2 separate regions of the Hordeum vulgare genome follow, and region 1 is linked to region 2. A link is a contact called in public Hi-C data. All regions are on one chromosome and are shown on one strand. The core of a region is the stretch at or near the end of the contact, and the rest is flanking DNA. Distances in the headings are between cores, read along the strand shown.

Region 1 (5,921 bases), core at 528-3,027, 150 kb after region 2:
TTTCCTGGCATTACCAATCCTGGATGATTCTGTACTTAGAATGGCATATTGGCTTCTCTCTTCGAGTAGGACTAGGGAGAACGAATTAAAGTTCCATTGTTGACTTGATTCAAGAGGAAAGTGTCGTTTCTGAACAGAGAAGCTATGCCAGATACTCCTACTTGAGAGAATAGCCTCTAGAGACAGTGGCTCGTATCGTTTCCAGAACAGATCGACTCTGCATTGCCCTTTTGAAACAAATGCTGCAGATATGCCATCCTAGCTCTTTAACTATTACTACTACTTCCTTTGTTCCTACATATTTGTTGTTGGGAGAACTAGACTAATTCTCTCCAACAACAAATATTGGGGTGTCTAAATTCAGGAGATGTGTTTCAGGTTTGATCAGCTATGGAAAAAGTGTCTACGTCGTACCAGATTCTGAGTCCTCAAAATATGATACAACTACTACTTATATGCAATGAAAAGGTTTCTCTTCTTTCATAGACTGTATACATATAACTGGATACAAGAAACAGGTGCATTTATAGCAGGAGTACTCTTATAGCAGCGTTCTTAGGACTGGCAGGAGGCTTAACATATCACACGAGTGAGCTTTGCTGCCGGAGCTTGTGTCGCTTATTTCCACCACGGGTTCTCGCCGGTCCTGAAGTCGGTCTCCACCCATGGCACGAAGACGACCTTGCCGTCGTCGACGTCGGCGTGAACGAGGGCCAGCGACTGTTTCAGAAGAGCAATGCAGATCAGGTCAGCTTAGTTGGGTTCAGTAAGCAAAGCAATGGATTCTTCAGAAAGGTTCAGTTGGAAGGTCTTTGTTTTCTTACCAGAGGTGCAGGTCCACGGACAACCTTGCCCTGGTTGTTGTACTGGGATCCATGGCAAGGGCAGAGGAACTTGTTCTCGGCGGCGTTCCAAGGCACGACGCAGCCAAGATGCGTGCAGACGGCGTTGATCCCGTAGGTGGCGAGGGTCTTGTCGGACTCCACCACAAGGTAGGTAGGATCACCCTGCAACGACATCCACACGATTTCAGCAACTTACTCTGGGTCTGGGCTTGGGGTGATCCAGCAGCTGCATATACTATCTCTGAAGTCTGAAGGCTTCAGAATGGCCGTTTGAATCTGAAGGTACCTTGAGCCCCTGGGCGAGCGTGCGGTCGTTGGGGCCGTGCGTCTTGAGCCAATCCTCGACGAGGATGTCGTTGCCGAGCTTGTCCTTGGCGGCGACCCCTCCGGCGTTGCTCCCGGAGCCGGCCGGGACGAGGAAGGAGCCGTAGGGGACGAGCATGCCGAAGGTGGGGAGCGAGATGGCGCCCAGCAGCAGGAGGTTCATCAGCTCCCTCTTGCTCATGTCCGGGACGCGGTCCGCGGAGATGCTGCCGGCCATGCATGTGATGTTCCTCGGGATGCGCTCCCGGCCGAAGCCCAGGCCCTTGACGGGCTTGCATAGCGAGCTCGCACGGGTTCGGCAGAGCTGTGCACCAACATGTTCTCAGCAACTCTCGCACACCCAAACTACGGCACAACAAGAACAAAAAGGAACAGGAATCCACCGAGAAGAGAAGACGGAGAGATGAGACCGCAGCAGGAACAAGGAATGAATTGCTGGTTACCTGGGTGGGGTTGGAGGCGGTGGAGAGCGCGGTGGAGGCCATGGTGGCTGGCTGCTACAGGGCGGAGAGGACGATCGAGCGAGCGAGCTAGCACTGCCTGTGTCCACCACAGGCTTGCAGATGAGGCACGGGTTATATGTCCCTGCGGGAAGTGGAGAAGAGGCGGCCGGTGATTGGTTGATGCGCAGCAAACCGGCTCCGACAACCACATATTGCGTGCCTTGTGGGTGCCTTGGCTTCCACACGCCCCCGAGCAGACTTTACATGGCCTTATCGGCACGGGGACTTGCGCTCAAACTCAGCAGCTTGCTTCCTCTACTTCAAAATACGGTCACTGAACTTGTCTTAGGGTTCACATACGGTCCTGATACAATTTTGGCTACGTATTTGTTTATAAATGGCGCTAGTCAAGTGGACATAGTAACGTTGATCGAGACACGCAGCCAAAACAGATTGGATACACAGAGATTTAAATATATTTTTTTGCAAAGTGGACACAACTAAAAGTACCCCTCCCCCACCTGGCCGGGCCTCGCTAGCTAGCCCGCTAGACCACACCAGCTCTACCCCTTGCTCTCTCCTCCATCGCCGCTCTCGAGGTGGTGTTCTCCATCGCCCATGAGGCGAGCAACCACGCTTGTGACGGCGACATGTGGAGCGACGACGTCATGACCTCGTCGTCGGATGCCGACCCGCTACCATCTGCATCGTTTGGGAGGGGCATGTGTGATCGTCATGTCGCTCCAACGCGACAGTTGGATGATGTGTTGCCTCCTTTGTATGGTACGTCGACCTTCATCACCTCTTCGTCGGCTGATTGGTCGACTTCTTCCTCGGGGAAGGAATGTGGGTAGGGTGCATTGGCACTAACCTGATAGGGTTTTGAAAGCACATATGTTCCCCTAGAGTTTTGATAATTCCTCACAACATACATTATCTTTTGAACTAATAGTTTTATCTAGTTTATTTCAAATTGAGTCCAAAAAGTTGCGGTGGTTGGGAATTGTGAGGAGGATCCCCAAGAAGGAAAAGAAGAAGAGGATTGGCAAAGCTTGAAGCTTCAAAACTCTACATTTCATATTTATGTGAGAAATAACATTTAAGTCCATAGAAAAGCCATTACTATTAAAAATGGATGAAGTATATGTGATGATCTGGTTGCTCAAAGTACTTAGAGATTAGCCACCAAAACCATCAACATTTCTCGCACAAAATATTCTGTTCAAAACCCTAAAGTCAGAATCGGTGCCACCAACATTTCCATATCGGCCACACCGAGTTTTCCTTAAACAGAACCCAAAGCCAAACCCTAGAAAATCGGTACAACTGAGATTCGCTTCGGTACAGGTCGTACAACCGAAAACAGTGACCACCTTGTTGGTGTCCATTCCTTGGAACTGCCCAGGCCAACTGAATCGGTCTCACCGAGATGCTTTGTACCGGTCTCACTGAAAAGCCAAAAGTTAGAACATTTTGTACTAGTCGGTGCAACCGTGTTTTTACTTCGATTCTATCGAGTTGGGCAATAATGTTGTAATGGTTGGATTTTTGGAGTTGACTATATATACCCCTGCACCTCCCTCTCACTCGCAGAGAGAGCACTCAGAACAAGCAAATATTCCACCATTCATTTTCTAAAAGAGAACCACATACTCATGTGTTGAGATCAAGATTTTCCACTCCAACCATATGAAACTCGATTTCTAGCCTCCCCAAGTTGCTTTCCATCCAATGAATATCTTCTACCAAGCCAAATTGTATGAGAGAGTGATTGGGTCTTGAGGATACTATCTTTTGAAGCACTGGAGCAAGGAGTTCATTATCCATAGCACATCTATTACCTTTTGGAGAGTGGTGTCTTCCAGATTGGTTAGGTATCGCTTGGGAGCCTCCAAATCATGTGGAATTGAACCAAGAAGTTTATAAGGGCAAGGAGACCGCCTACTTCGTGAAGATCTACCCCGAGTGAGGCTAGTCGTTCATGGAGTAAGTCGTGGTGGAATAGACAAGGTTTCTTCTTCGTGGACCCCTTGTGGCTGGAGCCCTCCGTGGACGCGCACAACCGTTACCCTCCGTGGGTTGAAGTCTCCATCTTCGTGGACGTACGATTGCACCACCTACCGAGACCACGCCAAAAATCATTGTCTTCTTTGCGTTTGACCTTCCTATCTCTACTCCTTACTTACGTGTGCATGTCTTTATTTTCCGCTTCTATACTCATAGACTTGCTTGTCTAGGTTGTGCTAGACTTGCTAGAATTTCTAAAACTTGCCAGCCAATAAAATTGGGAAAAGTTTAGGTTTTTATTTGGTCAAGTAGTCTATTCACGCCCCCCTATAGACGCCTCTTCTCGATCCCACGATTGGTATGGGAGCTTTGGTCTCCATTTCTTTGGTTTTATCACCATTAGAGGAAGATGTATGTGCCAAGTCTGGGATACTTAGTTGTAGAGTGCATATTCTCAATGGGGAGTACTATAGTCAATTGAAACACAAAATGCTTGATCTATTTGATGAATTCCGTTTGAGCAAGTATGTTGATAGTCCCTATGTGCCTCCCATTGATCCCTTACATCCTTCACACGAGTGATAAACTAATATGCTTCGTAATCCTAGAACTTTCAATCTCATCATTACAGGATTACCACGAATCATTTTTGATCAAATGAAAAAAATTGAGTGTGCCTATACTTTGTGGAAAGATTTGGAAATAGGTATCCAAACTACTCTTTGAAAAATCTTGGTGTCCTTCTCCATAAAACTATTTCCTTTTCACAAAATGAAGCCTAGTGACCCTAACTTTGATAAATACTTGTTTGAACTTCGTGACCGCATGTGTGCTAAAGGAGATGCCATAACCATCAATAACATTATTGTTGAAGCCATTCGTATTCATAATCTTGAGCATTATCATGGTCATGATTATTACGGCTCTCTTGATTTTTGTGACGAGGATATTCCATTTGATGATGACAATATGGAACATGGCTACTATGATGAAGATGAGAAGTTTGACACTGAATGCGAGAAGACAATGAAGAATATAAGTCTTATCAAAAATTTCAAAGACTACATGTCCGGAGGAAAAGAGTGGATTATCTATAGTGGATGCACCGATCACATGATCGGAGATAGAGACATGTTTCATGAGATCAAACCAAACCATGGACCGCGCATGTATGTGACCTTCGGAGACAACTCCAAAGGTAAGGTACTTGGTCTTGGTAAGGTGGCCATATCTCATGATAGTTCTATTCAAAATGCCATGCTTGTCGAATCTATTAACCACAATATTCTTTCCAAATCTAGACTAACCAATTTTGGTTTCAGTGTGTTATTTACTAAAGTAGACAACCAAGTGTTTCGTCAAGACAATAATAGCATGGTCTTTACCGGTTTTCATAGAGGTGATCTATAGATTGTCGATTTCACCAAGAGAGCCCAACCTTTTACTTGTCTTATTACAAAATTTTCTAAAGGTTGGCTATGGCATATAAAGCTAGGACATGTTGGTATGCGTAACTGAGACAAGCTGATCAAAGGTGATCATATACTTGGCGTTAAAGATGTTATCTTTGACAAAGATAGACTTTGTAGTGCTTGTAAAGCTGGAAAACAAGTTGGGGGGGGGGAGTCATCCCACTAAGAACATCATGACTAATAGGAGACCACTCGAGTTGCTTCATATGGATCACTTTGGTCCCAATGCTTACAAGAGCCTCGGCGGAAATTCTTTTGGTGTAGTTATAGTTGATGATTTTTTCAGATTTATGTGGGTATTCTTTGTTGATGACAAGTCGAAGGTACAAAAGATCTTCAAGAACTTTGCTCGAAAGGCCCAAAATCTATTTGAAGTGAAGATCAAGAAATTTTGAAGCGATAACGGATCGGAGTTCAAGAACACTAATGTGGGTACCTTTCTTGACGGATAAGGAATCTCACATGAATCCTCGGCTATGTACACGCCTCAACAAAATGAAGTTCTTGAGAGGAAGAACTGGACTCTCATAGGGATGGCTAGAACGATGCTCGGTGAGTACAAAACTCCAAGACAATTTTGGGCGGAAGCCGTGGAAACAACTTGTCATGCAACAAACCGACTCTACCTACACAAGCTTCTTGGTAAAACTGCATACGAGCTACTCACCGGTAACAAACCCCAAGTTGGACACTTTCGGGTATTTGGCTCAAAGTTCTACATTCTTCATAAGCATCATCATTCTAAATTTTCTCCTAAATATCATGAAGGTTTCCTACTTGGTTACTATAAGGGCATTCTCCTACTTACGTGTTTTGGTGATGATGACAAC
Region 2 (5,769 bases), core at 1,090-3,589:
TTCGATGGGCATCATTTCCTGTTGGCTGCGATCCTGCCACGTTCTCCTCCCTGATAGGGCCACTCTCCAACCGTGCCACTAAAGTAGCCGGTGTCACTATCTGAATGCACTCCTGCCTCCCGGACATCGCATTGTCTCCACTTTTCGTGACTGCGGTTGGTTGATTTGAACTTGGGGATCCTCCTGAACCACGCACTGGTCCATTGGTAGTGGTCAAGCGGTCAAAAGCTGAGGTTCTGACCGAAAGGCTATCTTTGACGTGTAAAGCAAGCCCCATCGTTGACACCTCCGTACAGTCCTCCATGACTGGAAGGCGCCAGGCATCAACCGCTCCCCTCAACGACGGGCCAACAGCTCCGACACGAGCACGCCCCTGTCGTCACCCCCACGACGCACGTCTCTGATGCCAAACTGCCATGACAAGCGCACCGGAGCGCCGCCGGCAACCATGACACCGTTGATTCGCCCATCCAAAGGCACACCACTCTGCCAAGAACATAGGCTCTTCCCAAGCGCCATAGTTTGAGACCTTGTGAATGTGAATCAGAACCCTGTACTGCAGAAGAGTAGGCTCGAACAAAGGCACAACCAAACCCTGCTTCGGTCTGGCGAGCCAATAGAGCGAGGGAATGCCGTCAGGATCCGCCGTCCAAGATAAAAGCTTGAAAGCCGTGAGGTCACTCCTGGCGCAGTTCTCCGGCGCCACAGTGTCAACCATACATGAAGAGCCCAGCAGGTCCTCAGCTACACCACGATCTGAGGCATGCGATGGGATTCCCTCTAGAACCAGCTCAACCTTGAAATTGAATGCAGAGTGAACGACTTGGGCTTGGCGATTCCACTGCCTGAAGAATAGACGGATGCCACGGTGCTCGATGAAAGGCCATGTAGTGACCAAGTTGCGGTGATCCTAGCGGGAGAAAACGATCAGGAAATACTCCGGCCGGAAGGAGTGAAAGGAGGTCCATTCAGGCTCGATTCCGACCACCACCGTTAATGCCTCCCTCACGAACTCCAACATGATGTCATGCCGAGCACCACCCGCAAAAGCCACCATCGAAAATTGCAGTGTTTCCTCTAAGTCCGCCATGGAACGGGTGCGTCGGGCGATGCACATCTCTGATGGGGGCGAGTTCTTCATGAACCGCACACACGAGACGCGGGATGCACAGACGCGGCCATTCCTCAACCGCGCCGGGCACGAAGGCGGCGGAGGTGTCAGGATAGGATCCCTACCCACGGGGAGACATGACGGTGCCTTGTCCTGGCCAGTCACCCGAGCCGCCACCTCACGCTGAAGCTCTTCCTCCGTGGACGGGATGTGAGGCCATTTGCATTCCTTGGAGCCGTGTCTCGGGTTGCCTCAATGGAAGCACACCATGGGATTGGTACAGTCCATGCGAAAGTGCTCTTCCTCGAAGCAATGAAAGTAGAGGCTCTCCATCTCCGGCGAAACCTTGCTCCACTCGCGAGCAGGCGGAGCGCCGTGCATCGCGGACTCGCCAAATCAACGACGCCTCCTCCACAACTACTTCTTTGATGGCGACGGCTGCGTCCAGATCTACTGCACAGAAGCCACAACAGGCGGCGGTTCACGGACGGGATCCACCAACGACGGGGGGACGCGGGCCTTCGAGCCATCGGAGCTCGACGAGAGGCTGAGGCCCGATACCACCGACCGCTCCCCAGACCGACGGGAGGAGGAGGTGACTGAACACGGGCTCGCCGCCATGAGCACGAGCAGGGAGAAGGACGGCCCGAAAGGGAGGAGAGCCATCGGAAGATGAGGGATTTAGGTGGCCGCTGGGGTCGGAGTGACCAGCAGCGGGGGGTGGACACCGACGCCGGAGTGGCAAACGGCGGAAGGAGCATGCACGCTCTCGCTTGCACAAACCATCAACATTGAAGTGTGTTACTATGAGCGGAGCAATATATGAGTCTAAGGTCATGATTGTTGGGTTAAGAATTGTAGTATTTTTCTCATCCGTTGCAAGTTGCAACACACCGATCCCTTTTTAGTACTCCCGTCCTTACTAAATATAAGTTTTTTTTTAAATTTCAATAAAAGACTGCATACGAAGTAAAATGAATAAATCTATATTTTAAAGTATGTCTAAATATATTCGGATAGTTTCTTAGTAAAATCTTTTAAAAAACTTATACTCCGTATTTAGGAACGGAGGGAGAGTATTAAAATAATTCCACAGACCCGCTCCGGTGTGGACTCGTAGTGGGAACACGTGCAGGACAGACCGTCTGAACGGCTACGCCGTCCGACTTTCCTATCCAAATAAAGTCGTCTCCGTTTAAGATTTCTCCCAGATGGATGAACTCATGCGCCGACTGATCCCGGTGCCCGCACGTCATACACGTTAGCCTGAGGAGGATACTCAAAGATTCCCCCCAACGAGCTGTCAACGAAAGTTAAAAGATTCCCACGTAAATCTCAACTGACATTCGTAAATCTCAACAGCTACTATATATACGGCCGCACGGTCCACAAGCCCACACAGATCCCGCCTCCTCTCCACGCCCTTGGCCGCCACCGCCGGCCGCCGCGCGCTCCGTGGTTGCTCCTCCTCCCTCCGGTCAGTGCTCTGCTCTCCCGTAACCTGCCTCTTCTTCCCCGAGTTCCTCATCCCATCACAGCCTTCCTTTTTTTTGTCCTCCAACCCGACGGCGACGGGGTCCAACAAACGAGGCCGGCTGGTACTGGACTCTCTTGGATTGGTTTCTCTTTTTTTTTTTCGGCAAGTAATCCTAGTGGTTTGATTGGAGTTGGATGGGTTGTTATTTTCTTTCACGGGTTTCTTGGGGATCGATTCTTTCTTTTCTCCGGCAGCGAGGAATCATATATCCCAAATCAATGCGCTATTACTTGCCGAATTGGTTGCCGCGTGCTGTCCGTACTCCGTAGTCCGGCCATCATCGTTCGGTCGTGTTCGCACGAGGCCGATCTGCGTTCACTCCGTAATGGAGTTCCCAAAGAAGACCACCGCCGAGACGAAGATGGCACGGCTCCAATCCTGACGGCGCTAAATCGGATTCATGGCGTGAATTGGCCACTTTTTTGGTCTCGATGCCCGGATTCCTACTACTACAGGTGACTGGGGAATTGGTGCCCGTGAAGGTTCAGACTCCAGTTTTAGATACCTGCGGATTTGGACACTTCTATGAAGTCGGATACCGAAATTAGTTTCTTGTTTTTTTATAGAAATGAATTAGTTTCTTGTTGTGTCCAAGTGTCTAGCATATTGCAATGAACTGTGTCGTCGAGCCAAAGTCTTTGCTTGGGCTGCGCAGACGTCCACTTCTTTCTCTGAAACTCTGACGAACGAAATCTTCAGGTGTTGAAACCCAGTTTCACGCCTTTTTCAGTCCTGATTTCTGAACCAGTTACATACAACTCTTTGCAGTGCTGCCTGCTTTGATTGGACAGGTGAACTTGGTTATCATGGGCCTCGAGGTGGCAGGTGGCGGGGAAGCTGCAGTTAAGGTATTTTCTTTCTTTCTGCAAGTTCATCTGATGGTTATTGCACTGTTCTCAACTTTGATTTGAGTGTTTTGTGCTGACTGCTGCTACTTTTGGCTGTGTCTGGCAGGGGAAGTTCTGGGGTATAGTTGTTTGTTTTTTCTTGGGAAATGGAAGCTTATTTGCCTGGAACAGTATGCTTACTATCGAGGATTACTATGTCTCTCTGTTCCCGGTATGTGTTTGTTTGTGAAACTCACTTGATATTTTTGATTGAAATCTGTATGCAAAAATGTGTCTCGTCTCCTTTCTCTGAATGTTGCAATAGATTATTTAATTGATGATCTGAATGAAGCCAGTAGTACTTAGTAGCATAATTCTATCACTTCTTTCTATATAAGCTAAAGTGTCCTTCTGGATTTGCTTGGACTGTTTGGGCAAATTAAGAATTACTCCCTCCGTTCCTAAATATAAGTCTTTTTAGGGATTTCACTAATGGACTACATACGGATGTATATAGACATACTTTAGAGTATAGATTCACTCATTTTGCTCCGTATGTAGACACCTAGTGAAATATCTTAAAAGACTTATATTTAGGTACGGAGGGAGTAGTAGTTACACTCATTTAATGACACGGCTTATCATTTCTACCTTACACTGTCTACCTTCTTAAACTGAGATGCCTTCGTTTTGCAGCATTTGTTGTGTTCCAAACATATTCAGATTTTATTATGTACATTGTACAATGACAATTGACCTACTATATCTGGCTGCAGGATTACCATCCAACAAGAGTTCTTACACTAGTATACCAGCCTTTCGCCTTTGGACTCACCTGCTTCTTTGCATACTATGAAGCAACGATGAATACCAGGAAGAGAAATCTTGCCGGTTTTGCACTTTTCTTCCTTAGCTCTTTCGCGTTAATATTGGTAAGTATATTATGTATTGCCTTTTGCCTGAAAGGAAAGGAATAATATTGATGTGCCAGTATGGCCACTCATGTAAATAATATTTCTTATTGTAGCTGGACGTTGGTACCAAAGGACATGGTGGAATTCCAGCATACATTGGTGTATGCATAATCAGTGCCCTTTTTGGGACATCTGATGCGCTTGTTCAAGGTGGCTTGGTTGGTGACCTTTCTTTGATGTGCCCGGAGTTCATTCAGGTTACTTTTTGGCTACTTTTTGGTCTATTTCTGTACTTTGTGATGATCGTGGTTTAACCTTTTTATGTCTCAGAATGAGAATAACTTACCTTTCATGACGTAACTCATCTGTTGGAATTGCAGTCCTTTCTGTCAGGCTTGGCTGCATCAGGAGTTATAACATCAGCTTTGAGACTAATTACAAAGGCAGCTTTCGAGAACTCACAAAATGGCCTTCGAAATGGAGCTAGTACGTCCAGATCTCATCAACATATATATTATTATTATTGGATAATGGGAAACGTCGCCTCCGGCCTATACGTCATATGCACGCAGCCCAATCTCATGAACACATGCAGAATCAGTAAAATCGTGATAAAATTTAAGAGTAGAAGAATGCTATAAATCCACTATAATCTCAACAGTCATCACTCATCAGTGACAACGTGAAGAAATATCCATTTCAGAACTTGTTCATTCATATAACTCTCTACTAGAATGTTTAGGTGCTTGTTACAATATTACTTGCAGATCTCCTAAAATGTCGCACCATGTATGTGCATAACCAATCCATGTATGATTTTTTGTGCAGTGTTATTCTTCTCGGTAACATGCATTTTCGAGCTAGCTTGCTTCCTCCTATACGCATTAGTCTTTCCCAAATTACCCATCGTGAAGTACTACCGCCAAAAGGCAGCCTCTGAAGGGAGCAAGACTGTTGGCAGCGACCTTGCTGCTGCAGGAATCAAAACTGATCAAGATAGGCAGGTTTGTCTCTCTGATCATACCAATGCCTATAATGACTCGTGTATGACTTTGCTATGAGAATGAAATGCTTATAATACTGATTCGCAGGTTGAGGAGGATCCCCAAAAGCACGAGCGTTTAAGCACCAAAGAGCTGCTGATGCAGAATATAGACTATGCGTTGGATATCTTCCTGATATATGTCTTGACTCTATCAATCTTCCCTGGGTTTTTATCCGAAGATACAGGATCACATGGCCTGGGAACATGGTAATCTTTCTTGCACTTGTACCTGGCTTCTACTTCTGCAGAATTTACCTGGGAGCATTGTCCAAGTATCTGACACATGTCATTGTTCTGACGAAATTCAGGTACGCGCTTGTACTGATCTCCATGTA

The links. Hi-C and Micro-C count contacts between places; a contact is called where the count stands out from the background.
Region 1: a Hi-C map of leaf shows a contact between it and region 2, with 4 times the contacts expected there. The contact joins the promoter of LOC123425725 here to the promoter of LOC123425721 in region 2. A contact is called at or near these places in 3 of 6 Hi-C or Micro-C datasets (leaf and seedling) and 1 of 1 datasets of contacts at active chromatin or transcription factors (embryo).

Annotation. Positions count from the first base shown.
Region 1 is chr2H:174,525,949-174,531,869 of MorexV3_pseudomolecules_assembly, forward strand. LOC123425725 (cytochrome b6-f complex iron-sulfur subunit, chloroplastic) reads right to left here and starts at 1,778. Exons shown (of 4, transcript XM_045109434.1): 1 at 1,613-1,778; 2 at 1,132-1,473; 3 at 825-1,007; 4 at 457-720. The coding sequence starts at 1,654. The coding sequence ends at 619.
Region 2 is chr2H:174,372,812-174,378,580 of MorexV3_pseudomolecules_assembly, forward strand. It overlaps LOC123425721 (equilibrative nucleotide transporter 3-like), which reads left to right and starts at 2,340. Exons shown (of 10, transcript XM_045109430.1): 1 at 2,340-2,588; 2 at 3,417-3,496; 3 at 3,603-3,707; 4 at 4,252-4,407; 5 at 4,503-4,646; 6 at 4,770-4,875; 7 at 5,218-5,393; 8 at 5,481-5,641; 9 at 5,743-5,769. The coding sequence starts at 3,455.